Regions from separate parts of the Sus scrofa genome. Here region 1 is linked to region 2. A link is a contact called in public HiChIP or PLAC-seq data. All regions are on one chromosome and are shown on one strand. The core of a region is the stretch at or near the end of the contact, and the rest is flanking DNA. Distances in the headings are between cores, read along the strand shown. Region 1 overlaps WWOX (WW domain-containing oxidoreductase). Region 2 overlaps MAF (transcription factor Maf).

Region 1 (4,635 bases), core at 1,777-4,276, 280 kb after region 2:
GAACCCCCTTGGGTAACGGGGCTCTGAGAGGTGAGGGGGAGGGACCCCATACCCCCTTTTGGTGCTCTGCGCCCTTGCCAATGGTCGAAACCGCTTTCCAGCTTCCTCTAACAAAGGCACCGATTCCAAACCCTAAAACCGTGTTCTCCGAGTTAAGAAGAAAGGGGGGTGGTCAGGCTGTCCAAATGCATGGAGGAAGTAAGAGTTAGTACGCTGAGGGGATGTGTGCGGTGCAAGAGTCACCCCAGTAACAAATCCCTTATCGGGTGAGTCAGCATAGAGCAGGCACACGTGTGATGAAAAGCCATTACCCTGGAAGCAGAGGCCTATGCGCCAGTCTGGGAAACACAGTGGGTCCCAACCACGGTCACGTATGATGTCTGAGCATCGCGGGTCTCCAAGTGGCAGGGTTGGGAGGGGTGAGGAGTAACCTGCCCTGAAGGTGCTTTTTCCAGGTTCTGTGCCGCGTGAGGATACTCTCTGAAAAAGTCCCCCTAGCGATATTGACAAGCACCTCCACGTACCTCCCCCATTCCCTGACCAGTACAGAATTACCAATTTAATAAGACGCGGAAAAAATAAAAAACCTGATTTGTGCTGCTCTAAGGAAACCAAACTTAAAAAAAAAAAAAAAAAAAAAAAAACGGCATGTATATTTTTCATTTTTTGGCACTTAAAAAAATTTTTAAACATTTTATTGGAAGACAGTTGACTGGAGAAGCTGCATTCATTTCAGGTGTACAGAAAAAGCAAATCAGTTATACACACAGATTTTTTTAAAAAACATGATTTCTTTGACTGATCAGCTAGAATGCTGCCCGATGGACTAAATCCATACAGTGGCCAGCTCCCTGGATTTATTGAGCTCTTTGGCTTTAGTGATCGTGACCTGAACTTCTGGACCTTCTCCTGACCCCACAGCAACAGCCTTACTGCTACACGAGTCCAAACCTATTAGCCTGGCTGCCTCACGCACGTGCCAAGGCGCTTCCATCATCCGTATCCAACCCCAATGCGGGGCCAGCGCTCCTCCCTTTCAGACGACGGGGATTTTTCTACCGGCGATAACAAAAATCCTAGCCGTCCATCAAGAAATCATCCATGAAAGCCATCTGTCCTGATATGTCATTTCCCCAGAGAGCCCAGAGACCTGTCTTGCTGGATAACACTTCCTAAGTTCGGTTCGCTTCTCAAAGTTATTCTAACTTAGGACCCTTCCCGGCTGGTTTCTGACACTGAAACAGAAAACAAACAAAAAAACCCCCAACAACAACACCAGACACACATTCCTAAGAACAGTCGAGCACAGTGTTCTCTGAGAATAGGTGTTGGTTTCAATGTTTATGGGTGATCTAAACGCAAGAAAGAAATGCGAGACTTCCACTGCCTCGGGTTAATTCCAGAGAGAGCCTAACTTTCCTCCTGGGTGTCAACTTGCTATTCTTGGAAACTTAATTCTTTCGGAGGCACAGTCAGAAGTTATCAGGAACACACTGCCTTTATTTGGGTGGGGGGCAGATTCTTTTTCACGGAAGGTCTTTCAATATGATTTTAGGTGCTCAAATATTACTATTACAATCGGCCTGTCCTGAATAATGGGACTTAAAGGTTTGGGTAGCCTTTTCATCATTTTGGGGGGCAGGGTGGGTGGGGGGAGCCAGAAACAAGAGTCTTTTGAACCAATCAAACTGGTAATTTGGGCCAGAGTTGGTTTACATACAGCTCTACCCGAAAGCTAACTAACTAGCACTGCTTACCAAAACTTGGGTTAACCTCAGACAAGTGGGTCCCTCTTTCAGCTTCTGTGCTTTCCCAGCAGCAGCAAGGACACGGGCTGTCTTGCTGACCACACGCTGCCTCGCTTAATTACCTGCTGTTTTCTATTTGCACACGGATATTTATAAGATTCTTTATTTTCTTTTTTTTTCAATGCAAAAGCCCATTTCCTTCGATATCAGTTGATAAGAGCATCCTTCCCATTAGCACAGTTGAACAGCTTTTAAAAAAAATTCAAATAAAGATTCTTTTTATGGGACCCTTTTCCTGCCAATAGGTTGTGATAAATAAGCCAGCTCCAAGTTCCGCGGTTTGTATAAATATGAATGACTATGGTAACGTGTGAACGAGACAGAGATGTACAAGGGTTTTAAACCAGAGTTTAACAAAAAGGCCCTGTCTGTCAATGAAATAAAGCTGTTTTGAATTTGTTCCCAATCATTTGGCTCTTTTGCTGGGAGCCCGTGTTTGCTTGGTGGTGATTAATGCGAGGCGTGCGCGGCCTTCACCGAGCGCAGAAGGGGAATGGCAACTCCAAATGGCATTCATCATACTCGCCATCGGGCAGGTGCCGCACGCTGCCGAAGCGTCTCGAGTTTCCCCACCCCGGGGGGTGTGTGTGGAGCTACCTAGCTGCCAAGTTCAGCACAGCGAGCCCACCCTTCCCGGAGCAGGATGTCACCCACGTGGCGGTTACGGCACTGTTTCTTTCCAAGGAGTTTATCTGCTCTGCCCTTTGCTCATCAAAATGAGTCTGAAATCTACCAAGCTGTGAAATGGACAAAGAACGCTGGCGGGCATGGCGGGCTGCGACAGAGGCAGACCGTACGAGGTAAGACCACCGATACACAGCATGTGGGAAGCAGGTAGACGTGGCCATCTCCCCCAGGGAACCCCTTTTCAACAGCAGTCCCCCAGCTCCTCTCTCTTGAGCGTCCCATGCATGAAATGTTTTCTGATGATCAAGTGAGGCAGAAGACAGGACTCTGTATTGGGGGGGTGGCGGAAGGTGGGAGAACAAGGCAGTGGGGGGCCACTGTTGCTAGGATCACTAGGGATGGTTCACATCCTGCCTTTGCTGTCTATTCCTGGGGGCTTGGGCAAATGCGGGCACACTGTCCATGCCTCGGTTTCCTCGTGTGCATTGGTGGGGGAGGGGAGGAAGATACTCAACCTCACTCCCAAGATGGTTATAGGTTTCCAGTGAGCTAAGCTCTGGGAAACACCTGGCATCCTTCTGGCATGCTTCGGTGGTTCATAAATGTCACTGGTTACTGTGGGTACTATTTTTGCAAGGATGACAGAGGCTTCACCCAGTGCTCTCGCCTCAGTCACCCTCATCAGATTCCAGGAACACTAAGGGTGAATCTGTATGGGGTTAAGGCATCTTCCATTCCCTGGGACGCTTGCTCTGGCAGCTTCTGGTGCTGGAGACTGACTGGGACCAGTGCGGAGGCAGGAAGATCAATTAGACAATCTGGGGATTCTGCTTTTGTGAGGTTCCTATCTCAAAGCTAATTATCTATGGGCTTACTGCAAGTCCTCTGCTGGGAGGGCAGGAAGTCCCGGGAGAGGACTCTGAGGAGGCTGGCTGCCTGGGGAAGGGAGGACTTTTCCTTCGCAGATGGCTTCTAACACTAAGTCAGCAACACTTGCATTCCATTCAAGCAACAAAGTATTTATAAGCACTTTTGCAGAGAATGTAACTGCCAATCAGTTTACCTGCTAGCAGAGAAGACCAAGCATAAATAAACAAAAAATAGACCACGTCTACAAAGAAGGAGGGGGACAGCGCAGGGGGATGCCTGGCCAGAGACTTGACCAGGTGTGAGGGCAAGAAACTGATGGGCAGAAACGAAAGCCTGATGGCAGCTAGTTCGAGAGAGGAGGAGAGGAAACAGGCAGAAAACTGATCATTCCTTCAAGGAGTTCCACTGTCGGGAACCACGGAAATGGGCATTTGCTGGAACGGTCCTTCATGCAGAAGCACCACAAAGGAGGTGCTGACCGCCTATCTGTGCTGCAGCCTTCGCCCAGACTCACAGCATCCCCTGCAATAAGCCTTCCCAGCTGCTTGTGGGCACAGAGGCCATGACAGTAAAATGACTGAGGATTAAAGTAAAGGGAGGGGCACCTCTCCTGGCTCAATCAGACTCAACAGGGACAATTTAAGAGTTAGAAAGATAGAAACAAGAGTGTTCTTTCATTTGATGTAACAAGTTCTTTCATCATGCACACAAATGTACACACACACACCACGTACTTCTGATGCCTCTCCCTTCTTTCCCTAGGTGACAGGGACAGCCTCTTCAAACGACTGGCCTCTCCCAGACTGATGGCTTGCCCGATAGGAATACAATGTCTCAGGACAGAACGAACATAATGGGGGAGAGAAGGGCACAGGGAGAGGGCAATGGTGAAGGGCGTTTTGTTATTATCCGTGGACATATTTTAAAGAAACAGCACAAGCAGGGAGGTGACGAGCACAGGGTCTGGAGCCCAAAGGAGGACGTGCGCATTTACGCATTGTCTATCTCAATGACCTAGAAAAATCTCATCCGTCTAATACCTAAAGCTTTCCCACGCTCCCATGACTCCTTCATGGCGTTTCTTTGAAGTACGTATTATGATAAAGAACTAGTCCTTATATAGCACTTTTCTAAATGCTTTGTATGTTACAACTCGTTTCACGTGGACAACAGTGGAGGAACGGACTTTATCCCATCTTACGTGTGAGGACACTGAGTCACAGAGAGGCTCAGCGACTTGTTGAAGGTCACACAGCCAGTAAACTGGAAACACATTTGAAATGGGTATGCTTCTCCTCTTACTAACTGAGCCCCTACTTGACTGTAAGCC
Region 2 (5,294 bases), core at 494-2,993:
AGATGGGTTTGCAGGGAATGCCAAGTCCCTCTGCAGGGCTCACAGTATTAGTAGTTGGATAGTTTCTCCCAAAGATAGTCCAAGCAGGGAATCTAAAAGCCGATACCCCAGCACAGGACAGGCACTGAGCTCTAACGTCAAGCATTCACATGCAATGTGCTCTTTGACTCATCTTAGAGCACAGCCCTCACTCTGAGCAGAGCTGTGGTGGAGACCATGTGGTCCACAGCATACACCACACTGCAGATTGGGGTTTCACTTTCTTTAAAGGGGAGAGATTAAGAGCAAGCCATCCAGAACCTTACCAGTGTTTTTTATAGCCTTAACTCACTGCATCTCACTCCACCACCTCATCTGCCTTAGATGAGTCTTCCAGAACATTCTATCTGTTTTCACCCTGCCAACCTGCTTCCTGTGCCCATAGTGCCTCCAAAACTTTCTCAACCTCAGTTTCCTCATGATAAGACTATTTCTAAGGATGACTGACAAATAGCTATCATTGGCTGAGAACTTTCCACGCACTGGGTGCTGAGCCAAACCCTTGAAGAAACTTAATTTAACCCTCCTAACAGCAACAGCGACAAAAATCCACGGAGGTGTTATCTCCCTCTGGAACGTGGAGACGCTCGTGTTGCAAGGTTTCTATGAGAATTCATTAGAAGGAGAGATTTAGTGAGAAGCCTGAAGAGTGGTCACTAGCGCCTGTCCTCCAAAACAAGCCCATAGGTGTGGGCCACTTCCTCTGCTCAAGGCGCTCAGCTGGATACTTCAGTTGGATTCACTCCCTGAATTCTCTCACTGACTCTGTGACGAGGTAAGCACTCCCCACAGCTACATTGTGAAGATGAGGAAACCGAGGCACAAAGTCGCAGCTAGAAAGGGGCCTCTAACTCAGGCAGAGAGTTCAATTCCAGGGTCTGCCATCCTTGGTGGAATCATCTGCACAGGGCGTTGACAACCTCTATCTTGCAGACTTTGAGGCAGGAATAGAGAAAACAGTGTGATTATTCCAGTCACCTGCTTGCCACCCCCTAGTTCCAGGGCCAGTGTCCCTTGCATTTTATGTCTTTGCTTTCCACAGACAATGTCGACATTGGGCCATGATTTTTTTTTTCTCAATAGCTTTATAGTCTCCCTAAAATAAGGAAGCTAAATGGTGCCTGCTTATGGGGTATGAGGTGCCCCAGCTTTACCGTGGGAGATGAAAGACTACCAAATTTGTACAGAAAGCAACCAAAAAAAAAAAAAGTCAATCTTCTGAGCAGACACAATTTCTCTTGAAAGGTGACACAGTCCTTTAAAAATAGCTGTGGGCCCCATTGTGCAAAGTCTGTGACAGAGACGGACAGCTTTTAGAGAGGTGTAGTGTTCCCAGGCAGGCGGCTAGCAAGGCTCACCCAGATAGAGATAAGTAATTCGATCGGGGTGAGTGCTAAATGTTAGAGGTTAAGCTGCTATGTTCTTATTACTAATCAAACTTCAACACCCTTCCCCGGCTCCTCCACTCCCTATAAGGAAATGGTAAATGATGGTGAAGCTTCAGCCCTGGCTCTGGGCATTTTTCAGAGGTGCTGCCCATTCCCAGTCATGGGCATGTCCTGCCTCCTTCCTGAGGGCACCCTGATGAGGGCTTCCAAGTACCCCCCTGCCCCAGGATGCTGGCACTTTAAGGTTAAGTGACTCCCCGGGCCGGCACCGCCTGCTTCTCACATGGGCAGATGACAGAGTCAAAGATCCTTATTGCATCCTCTGCCAGACAAGTTCTTTCTTCATATCAGCAGGAGACAGGAGCTTTTCTGGGGTTTCACATTCATCAGCACCACTGACTCTTTCCCAGGGCACATGAAGATGTGGGAAGTGCCTCATGTGATTTGGGCCTTTCTTTTCCTATTGTTGAAGGCAGGGCGGTGCTGGAGAATATTTACTTACCAGGTCTCTGAGGCTGGAGAAGCCCAAATCGGGAGCTGTTGCCCATTTCCGTGGTGTAAATGCTCTCACCACAGCACATTTCAAGCTAGCAACGTGAGGTCACCAAATGTGGTTTGGCAGAGATTTGTGGCCTGGGCCACTCCAGCACACCACGGGTTAAAGGGCAGGTGTACGTTCCAGACCCATCCTCGCTGGGCTGGCTATGATCCCCTCTCCAGGGCAGTTCAAGCCCTCCTTGGTCCACGCCTCCTTGAGGTGGGTCTTGCCCCTTTGCTGCTATTTGATAGAAACGCCTGCAGCACTTGGAGAATGTGCAGAGAGCCAAAACTTAGCCTACTTGGATCTTCCAATGTTGGGCCAGCTTGATGCCCAAACTCCTGGCTACAAAGAAAAAGACTCTAGTCAGACTGATTCATTGCTGTTTCAGAAACACGAAAGAAAGTAGATCCTTTCCCCAGAGCCCGTGGGTACCCACACATGATCTCATCTCATGCCTCGCAAAATCCCAGCAGGCAGTGCCATCCACTCCCCACCTCCACTTTATGGATGAGCACGCAGACTCAGAGAAGCCATTTGCATCAGGCCACGCAGCTTAAGAGTGCTGAAGCCAGGATCTGATCTTGTATTTGTCATCTTTCAAAACCCATGCTTGCAACCTCTGACATGCCCAACCTGATCCCAGCATGCCCAACCAAGCATTACCAGGATGTTTGGGAGCCAGCAGAAGGAAGACAAGGTCAAGTGGGCTTCCTCTGAAAAGCTGACACAGGGCCATTGAGGCACAAAAGAGGCAAGGACATATCAAAGGACGGGATGAATAATCTAAATACATGGAAGAGTCTTCTCACTGGAGCTGATCACATGGGGGGTGGGCATGATGCTGGAGGCAGAAACAGGACCAGACACCTCTAAGGATTTTCCTGTCCTGAGGCAGCCATCCCAGGAGTCAGAAGTTACTTATGTGAATCTGAGAGTCACCCCCACTCCCTTCCAGCTGTTCCCTTCTGGTCTCACTCAGAATAGAACTGCCTATGTCCGTCTCCCTCAGCAGCAACCCGAACCCCAGGGTCTTTCTTTGCAGGCTAAGGTCCTTCTACTTTCCAGCTGTTCCATGCGTGAAACAGGTGTTTGCTCCACTGTCCTCCTGGCCACCAGTTTCCAGACTCCTTCTTGAATGTCAAGGTCTCACTTTAAGATGCAACATGGGGGCTGGGTGCCTGGGGTATAAGGGTGGCCTTGCTCTGGAGCGCTCAGCCCGGGAGCAGTTTGGAGCTGATCTGGGGGATGGTTGACTTGCTATCTGAGTTCTACTCCTTGGCTGGGTGCATCCTAAGCCACAAGGCTAAGCCTAAGCATCAGCTCCAAGTGGTGGCGTGGATGATCTGATGAACTTGGAGGACAGTGCACCTGACTTTCCTCTCTTCTACAAGACTCGCCAGCAAGGGTGGCCCCCAAACATGGGCATCCCAATAAAGAGGCTTCTTGCTGCGCCCCAGAACTTCCTGTTACATCACCGTCAACAAAGTCCTCTGTCTCTAAGCTCCTGGAGTCAATACCAGCATCACTTCCTGAGCCCTCCCTCAGACTTATCAGTGTGCCCTTCAGGGCATAGGTCCACCAGATGACCTGGTTTAGGAAGGAGAGGGATGGCATCACACAGTCTCCTGATTCTCAGTTTCCAGAGGGGTGGTGGGGACTGGGGGTGATGTGTGTGCAGGATGCTGTCTACAGGGAGAGACTGGAAAGCTGGGGGCTTGTTAAAGTGCCAGACTTGTGCCGGGCTAGGAATGTGCCTGGCTCCCTGTCCCTGCCAACTTCCAGGGACACATGTGGACCAAAAACACTAGCTGTGTTCCTGCCTTCATTCTGCTTTGTTCAAGCTGCCCTGAGAAAGTGCATTTTGTCCCTTCCAGTGCTGGAATTTCTGGCCTTCCCGGGAAGCTGTGGGTGGCCTGTCCCAGTGCTCATGGCAGTGACCACTCCTGCTGGGAAGATCCTCTTGGCATCAGAGCAGCTTCTGCATCATCCTGGCAACGGCCAGGCTGGCGACTGCTTCTTGGGCTGCATAGACCTTGGACTCCCCAGAATTGGGTCCCAGTGCTAAGAATCGGGAGGTGCCTTGGGCTTTGTAACTGGAGAGGCCCTCGTGTGTTACGGCGAAGCCAGAACTTCACTTAAAAGCTAACAGCAGTGGCATTTGGTGCCTCTGGGTGCCAGGCATGTATAAACACCCACCTACATGATCTCCTTTCAATTTCACAGAAAGGCCAAGTGATCGGTCCAGGGTTGAGGAGCGGCAGTTGAGGTGGGGTTTGTGTGAGTCCCCCTCTGTCTAGCCCACCTAGTGAGTTTCCAGGCCCCACCAGGATCTGTGGAGCGGGATGGGATCCTGTGACTGTGTTGGACTGCCTTCTCCCAAATGAACGTCATCAAAATTAAAAATAATCACAGCTGGGGATCAGTGAGCAGGGAGGGGTCAAGGGTCGAGCTGCCAGTCATGTTCTGCTCACTTGAAGTTCCGACCGCTGAGCCTGGCACCCCAGCCTGCGGGAACAGGGGCTGATCCTGATGATTGTCACCCTGCACCCTGTAGAGGGGAGGGGCACTCTGACAGCCCCGGCACCTGGGGTCCAAGCAGGGGGGCGGGCTCTGCCTCCAAACCAAGAGTTTAGCTATAGCGGACAGGGCTCCTGGGGGGCCCTACTGTCCTGCTGCCCCTCCCCCATGTGGCCGGAGGCTGTAGAGCAAGCTGTGCCCCAGAATGGGCACCCTGAGTCCCTTCCACATACCCGAGAGGTGTCGCTGGTGATGAAGCAACATCGCCCGCAAATTGGCCACTTGCATTCCTTCGTGTGTCGTCCAGGTGCTATGCTGGTTATTCTGTACTGAGACTGCGTGTCCTGCTGGGCAGCCCCAGCGTGGAGGCGGTTGGCCATTGAGGAGTAGGGGTGCCGAGGCCCCTGAGACCAGCAGGGCTCCTTGTGAGGGGAAGCATCCATCCCCTCTGTCCGTGGGGCTCGTCGCACTCCAGGAGGGGAGGACAGGGAAATGTCTCCTGTGTGCTCAGTGTCTGGGACGGGGGCCAGTGCACCATGTGCCCACTCCACAGCCATCTCCTGCACGCTCACCTGGGCAGCATCTGGTCCCGGCTGGCTACCAGGGATCCAGTGGTGCAAGTGGCAGACAGGGCCCCATCCTCATGGAGCTCAGAGACGGACACCGAGGTCAATTAGAAAATCACCCCCTCACCGTAAACTCTCACAAATGCCAAGGTCAGTGCAGGGTAGCTCAGCGGGGCCAACCTATGTGTCAGAAACTGGAGGCACAGTGCCCATGAGAATTTTAGGGGCCCATGAAGATGTTTC

What was found. HiChIP or PLAC-seq counts read pairs in DNA pulled down with a chosen protein or histone mark.
Region 1: a contact with region 2 is called in an H3K27ac HiChIP or PLAC-seq map of skeletal muscle. The contact joins two enhancer-like sites. A contact is called at or near these places in 1 of 47 Hi-C or Micro-C datasets (skeletal muscle) and 1 of 2 datasets of contacts at active chromatin or transcription factors (skeletal muscle).

Annotation. Positions count from the first base shown.
Region 1 is chr6:9,041,500-9,046,134 of Sscrofa11.1, forward strand. All of the region lies in intron 8 of WWOX (WW domain-containing oxidoreductase), which reads right to left. Among named protein-coding and RNA genes, the nearest start is that of MAF, 580 kb to the left of the region's middle. Within about 2 kb of position 3,027, at least 1 of the 83 cell types and tissues checked has an H3K27ac peak or open chromatin away from gene starts, as enhancers often do. A contact at or near this core is called in skeletal muscle, where this site is marked.
Region 2 is chr6:8,766,493-8,771,786 of Sscrofa11.1, forward strand. All of the region lies in intron 2 of MAF (transcription factor Maf), which reads left to right. Among named protein-coding and RNA genes, the nearest start is that of MAF, 300 kb to the left of the region's middle. Within about 2 kb of position 1,744, at least 3 of the 83 cell types and tissues checked have an H3K27ac peak or open chromatin away from gene starts, as enhancers often do. A contact at or near this core is called in skeletal muscle, where this site is marked.